5 separate regions of the Sus scrofa genome follow, and all the other regions are linked to region 3. The links are chromatin contacts, called in public Hi-C and HiChIP or PLAC-seq maps. All regions are on one chromosome and are shown on one strand. The core of a region is the stretch at or near the end of the contact, and the rest is flanking DNA. Distances in the headings are between cores, read along the strand shown.

Region 1 (2,700 bases), core at 86-2,585, 330 kb before region 3:
AACAGTCTGTTGGGAGCTGAGGCAGAGATAGGCAAAGCAACACCTACAAGACTTGGCCATCCTGCAGGGCAAAACACAAGGTCAGTGAAAGTATTTAGGAAAGTGACCTAACCCAGGCTTTAGAGCCTGGAAAGGCTGGCAGAAGAAAATGTCCTCCAAGAGGGAATCTGACGGATAAGGAACAAGCCAGTGCCAGGTCAGGCCGAAGGAGGGGAAGGAGATTCTTAATGGGCAACAGAGTGAGATGCAGAGCTATGTGGACGTTGCCAGAGATACTGACCCCTGCATCTGTTCCCAGCTTAGGAACTACTTTCAGAAACATGCTCATTAATGATGCCATTATACAAACTTCCCTTCTGTAAAATCCTTGCAGAACTAGCTAAACAGATCATCTTTTCCAAAACAATAGTGACTTTGAGTGAGTGTTAACCAAAGCACTAAAAGTGCTTTTTTTTTTTTTTTTAAAGAAAATTAGAGAGGAAATAATGAGTAACAAAGGAGAGGAAGTAATTGCGAACTTCTAATAGGGCTGGAACTGTGTGATTTGTCATAGGAGTTAGCCTCCCTCTCCTCTAGAGAAATAAAAGCCAAGGGGTGCTCCCTCTTCAGAATCTCCAGAGCACACACTCTGAAGCTTTTCGTTTGATAACTGTCACTACCAAAACACTAGTCCGGCGCTCCTGTGAGACTCTCCTGTTCCCACCCCTACAGGCACGCGGAGCTGAGTGAAGGCTGGGTCTTCTCTGAGTTCCCGGCAGTTGGCCCTGGCTCCTGCAAGGAGGCGGGAAGTCTGCGCTCTGTACCCTAGCCCTCCCCAGCCTTCCCCGTTTGAATGGCAAAAGAGTGTAGCAAAGACAGCAAGCCGGCTCTCAGGGTTCTCACCTGAACCAGACATGCCAGCGGAAACAACCCCAACGGGGAATGCCCATTTGTGCAACAAACCCTGACTCTGACTCTCTCTCCGCTCTTCCACCCCCCACCACGTCCCGCCACCCCCGCGCCCAGGCTGAGTTGCTGAATCAAAGGCGCCTTCCCCAAACCCGGCGTTCCCCAGAAAAGCTTCCTCTGCCACCCCACTCCCCTCCTCCTCCCCAGGGCCCGGGGGCATTTCTTTAGGTCTTTTCTGGTCTCTCAGAAGAGCCACACGCAGGTGTTCTGAGACGCTTCTGGAGAAAAGAAAGCGGCTGGAGAAGTAACTGGGCTTGAGCGCGGGGGGCGGGCCCTTGGCGGGGAACTTACTCCTGAGCTGGCTGGAGCGCGGGGAGGGGCAGGGCGGGACTGTCACTTCTCACGGGGTGTGTGACCTGCTCTGCTAGCAGTTGGAGAGGCTCCACAGCCATGTCCGGGATCTGGGTTCTCCTGTCACTGGTAAGTCCTCTCCTGCCTAGCGGGGGCCTCTCCCCGCTGGGTCAAGAGGTTGGCGCTTAGAGGAGCGCGCAGGACGCGCTCCGATGACCTTAAGGGGATGCGCGTGGGCGTCCGGGCTTGGCTGGTGTTTGGCAGTCTGGCTTTTCAGGGCTGCTAGGACTTTCCTTGAGGGCGAGGTCTCAGGAAACCGGGGAACGCGTCTTTCCTGGGGTTGGAGGAGAAGCGGCGATCCTGCGCGGCAGGCAAAACAGCACCGCGCGGCCCCAGGGGGCCCTGTTCGCGGCGCGGAGAGAGGTGGGAGCCGGGGGCAGGCGGGGACTTGGGATGTTTGGGGGTCGCCAGAGGGAGAGCCCTACCCGAGAGAGGAGGGGATCGTCTGGACAAGTCCTTACATGTCACCACAAAGGTCCTCCTCTGCGCGGGTGTATGTGTGAGCTGTGGGACGGTGAGAATATGAGCTCTCTGAAGACACGTTTTCTGAACGTGTCACAAATTTAGGGAGTAAATCAGTCCCGAGGCAATGGTTAAACCCGAGGCTTTGGACGTCACTGTTTCTTTCTTGAAAAGGTTATCTTGGGGCTGAATGCGCCTCAAGAGGTTTGTTTACCTTCTTATCACGACACAGAAAAAGAAACTGTTTCCCTTCCGGGAATCCCTCTCCTACCGATCGTAAGTCACGACCTTAGGTTTGGCCTTTATTTATTTATTTATTTTTTAACGTCCTGTTCTTCACTTTAGTTTGCTGAACTCGGGGAGGGAAGGAACCTTGCCCCCACTGCTCAAGCGGTGGTACCCACTGCCACCGCGCCTGCGCAGGGTGGCGAGCCTGGAGCCGGTACTTGGCCTAGAAGCCTAAGCAGCAGCCACCTCTTTTTGAGTCCCTGCCTCGGAAATGCCACCTTGATGGTCGCTAATTAAAGACGTTTGGTTTCATTTGAGTTCCAAATTCTCTGAAAGGCAATGCCTTCTTATTTTGCTGGCCCCACCAAAGTGCCAGGCACTGTGATAGAAGTGTTTATAAACGTGATCACAGTCAATTCTCAGCAGCGGCTGCAAGGTAAGGAAGATGTCCTCACATTCATTTTACAGATGGCGAAACGGGGTGCAGAAAGCTTAGGTAATTCGACCGAGTGCAACCAGTAAGTGGCAGAGCTGGAATTTAATTTAGGCCCAATTCCAAAGCCTGGGCATTTGTTGATTGCACCTGATGTCCAGATTACACCAAGAATTGAAAGGAAAAATCAGTGATGTCCGGAACCATCTTAGATTGGGGAGAAAAACAAAAGAATTCTCCCTGAATTTTTCAGAAATTATGTACCATATTTGGGCTCC
Region 2 (2,700 bases), core at 66-2,565, 370 kb before region 3:
TTGCATTTGACAGAAAGAATATTGGAATGTACTGCAGAAAAAGTAGGCTTGACCCTCGGCGTCATCAAGCATGCAGGGGAAAAAAAAAAGCTACCAAAATTTAGTAAATGTATTTTTATTTGGCAAAAAAAATGTCTAGGAAGAATTTCAAAATCTCTAAAACGAGCACTGTCATTAGAGAAATCTGTCCCCGGAAAGGAGCCAGCTCAGTGGTTTACAACTTTTTATTTAACCTGATGAGCAGCTGGGTTTGGAGCAAAGCATTTCCTAATTAGGTAAAACACACTTGAACGTCTGCTTTTGGAACAGCCCCCAGGTCAGGGGGTTTGCTCTAACTGACTTGAGTGCATCTTGTGCCAAAAAATGAGGAGTTAGTGGGAGGGAAATGCTCCAGTTCCCAGCTCTTCGGTCTTGAAATGCAAACCATATTTAGTCATGAATCACAAAATGGAAGGAAATTTTCAGCATGAAAACTCCAGTCCAGGCTGAAGCTGCCAAACCCTGATTTACAGTGCAGATCAGCCTGGGGTGGCAGGGCTGGTTCCACAGTCCCACCTCCTCGCCTGGCTGAGAAATGCAAATCAGACATCCCATAGGCTGAAAGGCAAACAGCTGTCAGATGCACCCCAGCTCCCTCCCTCTTTATTCATAAAGATTCAGTTGGGTTCCTGCTGCGCTCTGCTGCAAAGGACCAACCAACCGAGACACATATCCTGACCTGTAAGCTCACTGTTACACTCAAGAGATGTTCTTACAGAAGATAATGACCAATTAGAGCCGGAGGAACCCAGATGCAAATACACGGGTAGCCAGCATGAAAGGCTAGGCAACTAACTGCTGGTCATTTCTAAAATTCACTTCCAGATATCTCAGCGGCACAAAAAGTACAGTCCAGTGAAAAATCCCCACACCAAATCTGAACCGCAAGCAGATACTGGAGTTTCCAGGGCTCAAATATAAATGATGGTATAAACTGACTGCAAACAGCTGGACAGAATCTCTGAAATGTGCTGCAAGACCTGAGCTGTTAGTTTAGTATAAACAGATTCTGCAGGTGACACACTTAGATTTCAATTCCATCTTCCTCTCCCCCTCCTCCCCTACACCGGGCTATATCCTAGCTTTCTTTTTAATGTTAGGTAATTAGAGCTAAAAGCTGCAATCTTTTTAGTAGTACAATTTTCATTCAAAAATTTCGGAGTACGTGAACCCGGCCAAATCCCCGCAGATGACGTCTGATCGTGCTGGGGAATATCAGGGCCACTAGAATCCAAGACACATCCCTGGGCCCGTGCCACTTACCCTGATTGCTCTGGACTCAGCTTCTCCGCTCTGGGTGGTGTTCAGGGAAGCTGGACGCTGGAGGGTTATATAGCCCCTTGGCCTGCTCCCCTCCCACTTGCTTCCCAAACAAGGAACAAAGACAGACTGGAGCCCTCCGTGCAGTCTAACACGACCATATAGGGACCTCAGCACAAAACTCTCTAATCTGGGTGGCCGGAGGCCTGGGTCTCTTCCACTGCATTCCACTGCTCTGCTCATGAAATGGGAGGCAGCTCAGCTGCCTGTGGGAGATAAACACCCCCAGCCTTCAGAACAACTGCTGAGATGCCCAGAAATACTGAGTGAGTGTCATGGGGCAGATGCAGGCACGGTTTGCACATTCCTCAGGAGAGAGATGCCAGCCTGCTGTCATGCTGGCACTTCAGGGCATTTCCTCATAAACTGAGTACAGACAGAAGCAGCCTCTGAGGAGTAAGGACCTTTTAAAATTTCTCCCGCAGACATGGGCTGCAATGAAGAAAGAGATTCTTCAATGGTCTGTAAATATCTAGAGGGAGTGAGGACTTTGTGGTTGTCAATGCTGGGTTTATAAATCAAGTCTTGAGGTGGGAGAGCATGGTTAATGGAAGTAGGGGATGAAGTGGAGACAGGGTTGAGAGCCCGTTTCACAGAGGAGCTTGGAAGTCAGCCCTGCCTTTGGCACTTTGGTCCCCTGATGCATTAGATACATCTGCTGATTTGTCCTGAGCAATGTAGCTGCATGATAGGGGCCACCGTTTTTTTTTTTTTTTTTTTTTTTTGCTTTTTAGGGCCGAATGTGCAAAATATGGAAGTTCCCAGGCTAGGGGTCGAATGGGAGCTACAGCTGCCTGCCTACACCACAGCCACGGCAATCCTGAAACCATTGAGCGAGGCCAGGGATCGAACATGCATCCTCTTGAATACTAGTCAGGTTCAATACCTCTGAGCCACAACAGGAACTTCCATAGGGAGCAAGAGTCCATGTAGGAACCTGTCACAGAAACAGTCACAGAGAAAAGGGCATGTTTAAGGGAAGGCTTCCTGAGCGTCCTCTCTCTCCGCTGACACATTTGGCAGGTGACAGAGGAGCCGGGAGATCCAGGCCTTTCTCAGAGGAAGGTAGGGAGTGAACACAAATCTGGCCTTAAGCTGTTAGTCTCAGGTGACAAAGGATCCCTTCAGTGGTTTTACATTTACCTTTTCCCCTCCTCCAAGCCAACGTGCCAACTAAATTCATGGTAGGAATATTTTTGATGGATACCAAGCATGTCTGCTGACACGTAAAAAAATCCCAGAATGAATGTCTCCATTTTACAGCTGTGCCAGCTGTTCACTCATGTTACTGGGTCTGACCTGTTTGATTTATGGTTCACACACACACACACACACTTTTCT
Region 3 (2,700 bases), core at 1-2,500:
CCTAAATGTTAGCCACATTTAACATGATTCTCGAGGAGCAGAAACTGACTTGACCTACAAGCCATTTTTTCTAGCAAAACTGAATGAAAAATCAAAGTCAGTGTTTCTTAATTAACCAAATAGTAAAAACTATATATCGTTGCCCATTCATTTAAAAATCAAAGTCACTAAATGGTAAAAAAAAAAAAAAAAAAGTGGTAATAAGTGTCTTTTTGATGATGAATACTTTTTCTCAAGGTTTGAGAGTTGTCTTCGCCCTCTGCATAACCAGAAACAAGATGCAGAAGACAGAAGGCAGGACTTGTCGCTTGTCTGTTTTATTCATTGCTGTATTGACAGGACCTTGAACAATGTCTGGCTCTTAGCAGTTGTTTAATAAAACTTGAATGAATGACTGAATTTGAAAGGGACAAAAATTTTAGTGTATGGGCATTTGATACTTTCTACTTAGATTCCTAATACCACCCCATCTTTACTGGGACCTTATTATAGAAACACAGTTGGCAAGGACATGGAAGGCAAAGGAACTTTCACACAATTTTGGGTGGGGGTGCAGAAATGTCTTCACAAAGCTTTTCAGCAATGGCTACTAAAACTCTGAATGCTTACACATTTTGATCCCACAATTTCTCTAGATTTACCCAATAGAAATTATGGCTCAAGTGCACAGCATTGCACCTATGTTTGCTGAATCAAGATTTCAGTTCAGCTTAGGATGCACAAAGCTGTCAAGAGCATCGCCGTTCCCCAACAAAAATAACGCTTAACAATCTCCATTTTAGGTAAAACACCTCCCCCCCCAAAAAAAAAAACATAAAACAAAACAAAAAAAAACGTTATCGAGAGACACGCGAATTTAATGAGGCAGGTAGGAGCGAAGAGAGAAGTCCTAAAGCCCAGCTGCAAATTTCACCCTGGATGAACTCCACCCCGTCGCGCGCTGCGCAAACCTCTTGCCTCGGTTCCTCAGCCCGGTCGGGGGCCCCCCCAACTCAGCGCTTCCAGAACTTTCTGTTTCCCAAGCTGGACTCCGCCTGTCCGGGGATCAGATTCACTTTCTAGTTTCCTTTTCCCGCTCGGTCCGCGGTTGACAATGACTGCAGCCTAAGAGCGGAGGTAGCGCCGCGGTCCCCTCATGACCACGCGCACGCGTACAGCACGAGCACGCGCCCGCGAGCCCGCCGCTCGGCCGCGCAGGAACCGAGTGCTGAGGAGAAAGCCCGAGGGGACCGGCGCCTTCCTGCACGGCCGCGGAACCCAACCATCATGAGGTAAGGGCTTCTCCCCTCTTTTCCTCCCCAGCAACTTGTGGCCTTTGTTTCCCACCCGTGTTTCTCTTATTCCATTTGCAACGCTGCGCTGCGGCCCTGGAATGGGCTCGGAGCCCCTTGAGCCCGGCGGGCGGACGTCTGCGTTGGGGATGCTCCCGGGCAGCCCCGTCCTGGTCGGGGCGGCCGAGGGCGGGCCTCCCCGGGAGCTTGGCCGAGCGGACCCTACCCGTGAGTCCCGGGCGTCTGTAGTCCGGACCGTTGGCCCCGGGTGGGGGGTGGGGGGCAGGCGACGCGCCTCTTGGGCCTCTTACCTCCCTGGGGCTCCCGTCGCCGCGGTCCCCGGGCGGGTGCGGTTGGCCTCGGCGTGGCCGGGTCCCCGCAGGCCTCAGCCCCCCGGCGTCACACGCGTCGGCTCCTGCCATTTTGCCTTTCTGATTCCTGGGTCAGACTTCTCCCCACTTCCTTTGTACCGCAGACGGATATTTCTTGTTTCACCCCATCCAACGTTTTCTGAGATTTTCTTGCTCAGAGGAAGATGGGGTGGGGTGGGGGGGACCTTGGCTCACCCGTTTTATTGGCTCCTGCCCTGCACCTGGGTAAGGAACCGTCCGCATTTAGGACGTTGAGGAGTGGAAGGCTCGGATCTTGGGCACCTGAAGCCAGTGGAGCCCTTTGTTCTAAATCCTGATTCTGACCACGTACTAGTTGGGTAACCCAAAGCAAAAGTTTCTTAAGCTCGGCGAGTCTGTTTCTTATCTGTGAAAGGTGATGGCTTCATCTCTTAGGAGTGTGAACAGGGTCCGTTGACTGCTTGGCACACGATATTTGCAAAAATGTTGCCTATCATTATATGTTTTTTAAAAATGTAATAAGTGCCTCACTTCTACCATTTTTAAGAAGGGAGGGAGGTGAGAGGTATCAGGAAGGGGCCTGAAGAGACAAGGAGGGAAAGTTAGGTGCACTGTCTATGTATGCAGGATGGGGTGGAAGAGGGGTGGACTCCACTGGGGACTAACTGTTCTCCCAAGGAAAATGAAAGACCGCTCCTTCCTGGCCAAAAAAAAAAAAAACAAAAAACGCCAAAACAAAACAAAACCCTCAAAGTCATCTGAAGATAAATGTTCCATCCTCAAACACAGTAGCCTCTCTCTGCTAGTTTCCCAGAGATAAAGTTAAAAAATTAAGTGGACAAAGCTTTTGAAAAAGTGAAACTTCCCATAGTATCCAGTTGTGCATAAATTCTACAGAGTGTGGGCATAGCACTTGAGTGGCTGACTGAATGTCCCTTGGAGATCTCACAACCAGGTTCCTAATGCCTGGGGCAGCCCTCCCTCCTCACTATCCTTGGGCAGAAGCAGATTTTACTCTATGGATGGGCAGAGGGCTGAGAAGCCCATATTGTCGTGGATCTGGCCAGGCTGTTAAGGGC
Region 4 (2,700 bases), core at 123-2,622, 260 kb after region 3:
ATTATTTGTCTTTTTGTTTTTGCAATGTTTTCTCAGTTATTAGACTATAAGCTCCTTGAACGTTAGGGTCTGTTCTGCTAGCTCTCCTCCACTGTTTCACCAACTCTTAGCCTAGTGTTTGAAGCATAGCAGGTTTTCAATAAATACTTGTTGAACAATAAATAAATGTAGCATCTGGAGGGCTCAAGAGCTGAAACCAGTAACAACTAGTAAAAGCAATAAAGGCATGACAAGGCATGGAAGGAAGTACAGAGTTAGGGTTAGACTTACCTTGACATAGAGGTCCCTAAAGACTTAAGTTTCAGCCTGAACCGTAAAACAGTTTTTACTTTATCTTTTCTCCTTTCTTCCCTTTCACACCTACTTTCTCTGTTCATTTTCATTCCTGGCCCTGAATCCTCATCTTTATTCCACACTGGCTCACCTCAAATATGATTATTTTGTGGAGAAAGAAGGCAAAATGAATGAGGAGACAGTGAGAAGTTGTAGAGGATAGGGGGAGGTTATGGGAAATATAAACACAGAATAAAAGGAAGAGGAGAGTAAGCTCATCAAACTAGGTACTATTCTGCAAATGTTACCAACCAATAAGAGTCGAAAATAAAGACCACATGTGAGCGGGTGGGGCTTGAATTCATTCAGGTCGGTTTAAAATCTCAGCTCCACCATTAATAGATGTATGTCCTTGAGCAAATTAACCATATGAACCCAGTTTCCTTGCAATCTATAAAAAAGACATAATAATAATACCTACCTCACAGGTTGTTCTCAGGATCAGTAGGACAATCAATTTTAAACGCTTAGCACGGCACAAGGTAAACAATTAACGTTAGCAGTTACTTTTCTTTAAAATGAAGTACAGCAGGGAGAGACGGCCTAAATACTTCCTATATGACTGTAATAACACGCTTCAAAAGAAGAGGATCACTTTAAAAGACGCAGAGAAGATACAGTGGCACTTACATTTTGGGCAAGGCAAAGACCTTGCCTAGGCAAGGAAGATAGTCACAGTACAGCGCCTCTCAGCGGTAGCTGGTTTATATTTTCAGAAAGGCAAAAATCAAAACCAAAAAATAAAGAACGCTTATGAAAAGCTATCCTAGGAATAATCTGTTTCATCCACAAGTGCCGCTCTGGACGACAGGTAGGATCATGCAGAGGAAGTGACCCTCTGCAGCTCTCGTTCCCAGCGGCTCCCCAGATGCAGAGCCTGTTCCGGCCCGCAGGGACAAAGTAGGGTAGTGAGTAGCCCGCCATTCCTCCGCCAGTCCCTAAGGGAGTCGCGGGGCTAAGTGCAGTGGCAGCAGTCTCACCTCCGGGCCTTCGCCACGTTTTTACTTGCTCCAGGATGGACCTGGAGACTAACCGCGCAGCCAACAGAGGGTGGCACATTAGGCAGCGCACTACCCAACCCCGCGAGAGGAGCCCCGCAGGAAACCCCGCCCACTGGCCGCTCTCCCTCCGCCTCCGCCCATTGGTCGCCCAGCATTCAGAGACCCGCCCCCAGATTTGAAAGCTTCTCCCGGGAGTTGGCAGGAAGCTCATAGCGTGAGTCCTTGGCGCCTCCCTGGCGTCTTTCCCGAAGCTCCGCCTACTCCCAACATGCAGTGCGGGGTCCTGGCCGCCATTGTTTGAATTTAAAAACGAAAATAACTTAGTGCAGCTCGCAGGTCGGGCGGCAGGATTACGTTTGCAGGTGAGGGTGCGAGGAAGGCGGTTGGGGACTGCGTACAAACCAGATGAGGTGGGGAAAGGCCTCAGGCAGTGAGGTGCTCAGCACCTCAGCACCTTCCCACGGGGCTTGTGACGCCTTTGAGTTTACTCTGGAACTGGGCTGCGGAATGATGAGGACGCCTAGGGATCTTGGTGCTCATTGGAGGGTTGAGCCAATTTACTGCAGTTAAGATTTAAATTTCGTCTTCGCGGCTTATTAGCTTTAATCTCTCCGGGCCTGAATTTCATTTGTTAAAAGGGAGTAATACTAGAACCTACCGCTTCGGGCTTTCATGAGGATAAAGTGATATAGGTAAAGCTGTTAGAAACAGTGCGGGTGTGTATAGTAAGCACTATGTACTTGGAATCATTGATACTTTTCTTATCATTGCTGCTGTTATTGAGGATCAGGCCTCCATTGCCAGATATAGTGTCCCGAATCCCACAAATGAGACCGTGTCGTTTGCTCATCAAACGACACGGTCTCATTTGTGGGGCGGGAAGGGGAGTGTTGTGGTGGTCACCAGTGCAGCTATTTCTAGGCTGCTGCCGTTGCCTGGGGTTAGCCCTTGCTGGGCTTTGCTGGGCTAAGCGGAAGGGGGCGTGTGTGGCGCGTGCAATGACTGCTGTCATATATCAGTTTGAAAAGTTTCCCCCATCTCATTCTACTTTTTGATTCGTGATTCCTGCCTGGTGCAGTTCTCTAATATTCCTTGTTGAAGGACTAGTTGACAAAATTTCGTGACTCGTGACTTGTTTTTAATCCCCAGAGTAATTAAATTCAGGTTAGTTTCTGTTCTTAAAACAAGGTAGCATGTTTACTCCGAAGCTGCAAAGCAGTGTATATATACATTTTATTAGATGTGCAAGACCTGAGACTTCATCAATTAGTTGTAAAGACTTTTTTTGAGGCTATATTTTGTGGATGACATTCAGTAACTTCATTAAGTAGTAGATTTTCTTTTTCATCCGTCTTCAGCCATGAGA
Region 5 (2,705 bases), core at 31-2,530, 280 kb before region 3:
GGTTTAAAATGCACATTCGATTTAAGATACTCTAATTATAATGAAAAAGTAAAATCAATTTACTGGGAAAGAAAAAAATTCAGAATGTGAAAATGAAAAAAATTAATTTGAAAAAGTTAAAAGGAGATGATCAGTATTTGTCATTAAAATGACTTCAGAGTTGTGTTTAGTATACTCAGACAGTAAATGGATTCATTTAATCCAATTAATTAATAAAACAACCGAGGAAGGGTTGTTTAACCACAAGGAGTGTCATTTAACCACATCATGTGACAAATTTGAAAGAATGCAGAGGTCAGAGTTTTAAAGCCAACCTCATGAATATTACCGTGGACTCCCCCACTGTTTTCATAATTACTCAAAAAGAATGTGTGTGGGGTCGGTGGGGGGGACAGTGTGTTCAGTGTTTCTGTCTCTGGCTCAAGAAGACTCATCATAGAATTATGCAGCCCCAGTTCTGCATACAGTCCCAAACTTTTGACTGATAAATAACTGCATTAAATTTATCAGTTGTCAAAATAGAAACCAAAACCTGTTGAGACAGTAACTCCCATTCACCTTGAAAGTGACCTCAGTTCATCCTATCAGGTAACCTCGTTTTAACAGGATAACGGATTTCCCTCCTTCCTTCCTCTCTTTCTTTCTTTTTCTTTCCTTCTTTCCATGTCTTTCTCTTTCTTCCTTTTTCCTTTCTTTCCCCTTCTTTCCTTTTTTTTTTTTTTTTTTTTTTTTTTAGGGCTGCACCTGTGGCATATGGAGGTTCCTAGGCTAGGGGTCTAATTGGAGCTACAGCAGCCAGCATACACCACAGACACAGCAACGCCAGATCTGAGCCGCATCTGCAAACTACACCACAGCTCATGGCAACGCCGGATCCTTAACCCACTGAGCAAGGCCAGGGATTGAACCTGCGTCCTCATGAATACTTGTCGGATTCATTTCTGCTGAGCCATGACAGGAACTCCTTTTCTATTAATTTCTTTTCCTTTCTTTCTTTCCCCTTCCTTCTTTTTCTTTCTTTTTCCTATCTTTCTTTTTCTCCCTTCCCCTTTCTCTCTTTTCTTTTTCTTTCTTTCTCTCTTTCTTTCTTTCATTCTTCTTTCCTTCTCTTTCTTTCTTTCCTTCTAGATCCCATCTCAGGTTTATTTGCACAAACAGCACAGAGGACACCAGCCCCACACAGATGGCAGCACAGGGGTCACACGAGTCCTTCTGTCCTCACAATGGCAAACAGAGACCTCTGCTCTGACCCTTGGTGGGGGTCTAGAAACACTGGGAACCTGAGCTGGAGCCAGAAATTGAGCTGGATCTGCTGGAGCAGCAGGCTGGGTTGTGGACACTGACTGCCCTGCTGCTGCCAGGTTCTCTGGGGCTGCTGGCTCAGCCACTGTGACTGCAGGTCTAGGGAAACATGGAGGCAGTGCCTCTGACCTCATAGCCACCGTGGTGCCCGTGAACACAGAAAACTGGGCAGCAATGGCCGTGTGGCCTGCAACCCTCCCTCCAGCCACGAAGGTACCCAAGACTCTGGCCCCTTTGTCTGCAGTGGTATTGCCTGTGAACCCAACAACCTCAGACACAACAGTGGCATCCTCATTCCTCCTCTCATCGCCCCTCTGCCTATGGTTGTGAGCCCACCACTCAGGTGACCCTGAACATGGCAGAAACACCTGCCATCTCCAAGCCCCAGGTGGCAACACCAGCAACAGCAGTGACACCAATACCATCAAGACTATTACACTTTTTTTTAAAAGACATAATGCGATTACTTGCTTAATAGACTACAGTATAGTGTAAATATGACTTTTATATGCACTTGGAAAGCAAAACATTCATGTGATTTGCTTTATTACAGTATTTTTTTTTTTTTTTTTTTTTTTTTTTTTTTTTTTTTTTTTTTTTTTTTGCAGTGGTCTGTAAACAAACCCACACCATCTCTAACATATGCCTGTAAGCCACAGGCAGCTCAGCTATAGGTGTGCTATAGCGCCACCTACTGAAAAACAAAAGAAAAGCCTCTAGTTATTAAACTTGAATCTAGAATCGAAAAAAAAAAAAAAAATCAAAACATCTACCTAAAGATGAATAGTGTTTGTTACTTCCAGTGCACCAGCAGAGGAACAACTTATTAAGTACCATGAAAAACCATGAAACACAGTATCCCTAAAAGAAAATGATAATTCTTCAGAAACCATATTTAAAGTCATGGAAAATGGCCATCTAAATGATTGAACATTCAAAATAGGAGTTCTCCTGTGGCATAGTGGGTTAAGGATCCAGCACTGTCACCACAGCAGCGCTGCTGTGGTATGGGTTCAATCCCTGACCCAGGAACTTCCACATGCCATATGCGTTGCCAAGGAAAGAAAGAAAATTCATTATAGCTGTCATGAAGAAACTCAGTGGGCTACAAGAAAGGGAGTTCAATGTTATTAAACTTACCTTACCAAAGAGACTGAAACACTAAAAAAGGAACCAAACCAAAATTCTGGAGCTGAAGAACTCGGTAAATGAGATGAGAACACCTTAGAAAGCACTGGACATAGAGCAGACAATATGGAAGAGAGAATTAGTGAGCTCAAAGATAGAAATTTAGAAATGATACGAATAGAAGGGAAGAGAGAAGTAAGATCTAAAAAAATAAAGTTCTGTGAGGACTATCCGACTCTATTAGGAAGAGAAATGTAAGGATAATGGGTATCCCT

Evidence for each region. Hi-C and Micro-C count contacts between places; a contact is called where the count stands out from the background. HiChIP or PLAC-seq counts read pairs in DNA pulled down with a chosen protein or histone mark.
Region 1: a contact with region 3 is called in an H3K27ac HiChIP or PLAC-seq map of alveolar macrophages. The contact joins the promoter of FAS here to the promoter of LOC100151816 in region 3. A contact is called at or near these places in 1 of 47 Hi-C or Micro-C datasets (heart right ventricle) and 1 of 2 datasets of contacts at active chromatin or transcription factors (alveolar macrophages).
Region 2: an H3K27ac HiChIP or PLAC-seq map of skeletal muscle shows a contact between it and region 3. The contact joins the promoter of ACTA2 here to the promoter of LOC100151816 in region 3. A contact is called at or near these places in 4 of 47 Hi-C or Micro-C datasets (alveolar macrophages, embryonic fibroblasts, fetal skeletal muscle and 1 more) and 1 of 2 datasets of contacts at active chromatin or transcription factors (skeletal muscle).
Region 4: an H3K27ac HiChIP or PLAC-seq map of skeletal muscle shows a contact between it and region 3. The contact joins the promoter of PANK1 here to the promoter of LOC100151816 in region 3. A contact is called at or near these places in 1 of 5 promoter capture datasets (fetal liver), 7 of 47 Hi-C or Micro-C datasets (alveolar macrophages, brain, embryonic fibroblasts and 3 more) and 1 of 2 datasets of contacts at active chromatin or transcription factors (skeletal muscle).
Region 5: a contact with region 3 is called in a Hi-C map of omental adipose tissue, with 2.5 times the contacts expected there. The contact joins the enhancer-like site here to the promoter of LOC100151816 in region 3. A contact is called at or near these places in 3 of 5 promoter capture datasets (fetal liver, fetal skeletal muscle and liver), 24 of 47 Hi-C or Micro-C datasets (adipocytes, alveolar macrophages, brain and 15 more) and 2 of 2 datasets of contacts at active chromatin or transcription factors (alveolar macrophages and skeletal muscle).

The regions. Positions count from the first base shown.
Region 1 is chr14:100,925,970-100,928,669 of Sscrofa11.1, forward strand. FAS (Fas cell surface death receptor) reads left to right here and starts at 1,336. Exons shown (of 9, transcript NM_213839.1): 1 at 1,336-1,368. The coding sequence starts at 1,339.
Region 2 is chr14:100,885,392-100,888,091 of Sscrofa11.1, forward strand. ACTA2 (actin, alpha 2, smooth muscle, aorta) reads right to left here and starts at 1,316. Exons shown (of 9, transcript NM_001164650.1): 1 at 1,303-1,316.
Region 3 is chr14:101,253,568-101,256,267 of Sscrofa11.1, forward strand. It overlaps LOC100151816 (interferon-induced protein with tetratricopeptide repeats 5), which reads left to right and starts at 1,251. Exons shown (of 2, transcript NM_001315572.1): 1 at 1,251-1,271. The coding sequence starts at 1,267. It also overlaps a transcript of LIPA not described here.
Region 4 is chr14:101,511,126-101,513,825 of Sscrofa11.1, forward strand. It overlaps PANK1 (pantothenate kinase 1), which reads right to left and starts at 1,373. Exons shown (of 10, transcript XM_013983537.2): 1 at 1,314-1,373; 2 at 964-1,032. KIF20B (kinesin-like protein KIF20B) reads left to right here and starts at 1,560. Exons shown (of 32, transcript XM_021072622.1): 1 at 1,560-1,696.
Region 5 is chr14:100,973,216-100,975,920 of Sscrofa11.1, forward strand. No RefSeq gene overlaps it. Among named protein-coding and RNA genes, the nearest start is that of FAS, 47 kb to the left of the region's middle. Within about 2 kb of position 1,281, at least 2 of the 83 cell types and tissues checked have an H3K27ac peak or open chromatin away from gene starts, as enhancers often do. A contact at or near this core is called in omental adipose tissue, where this site is marked.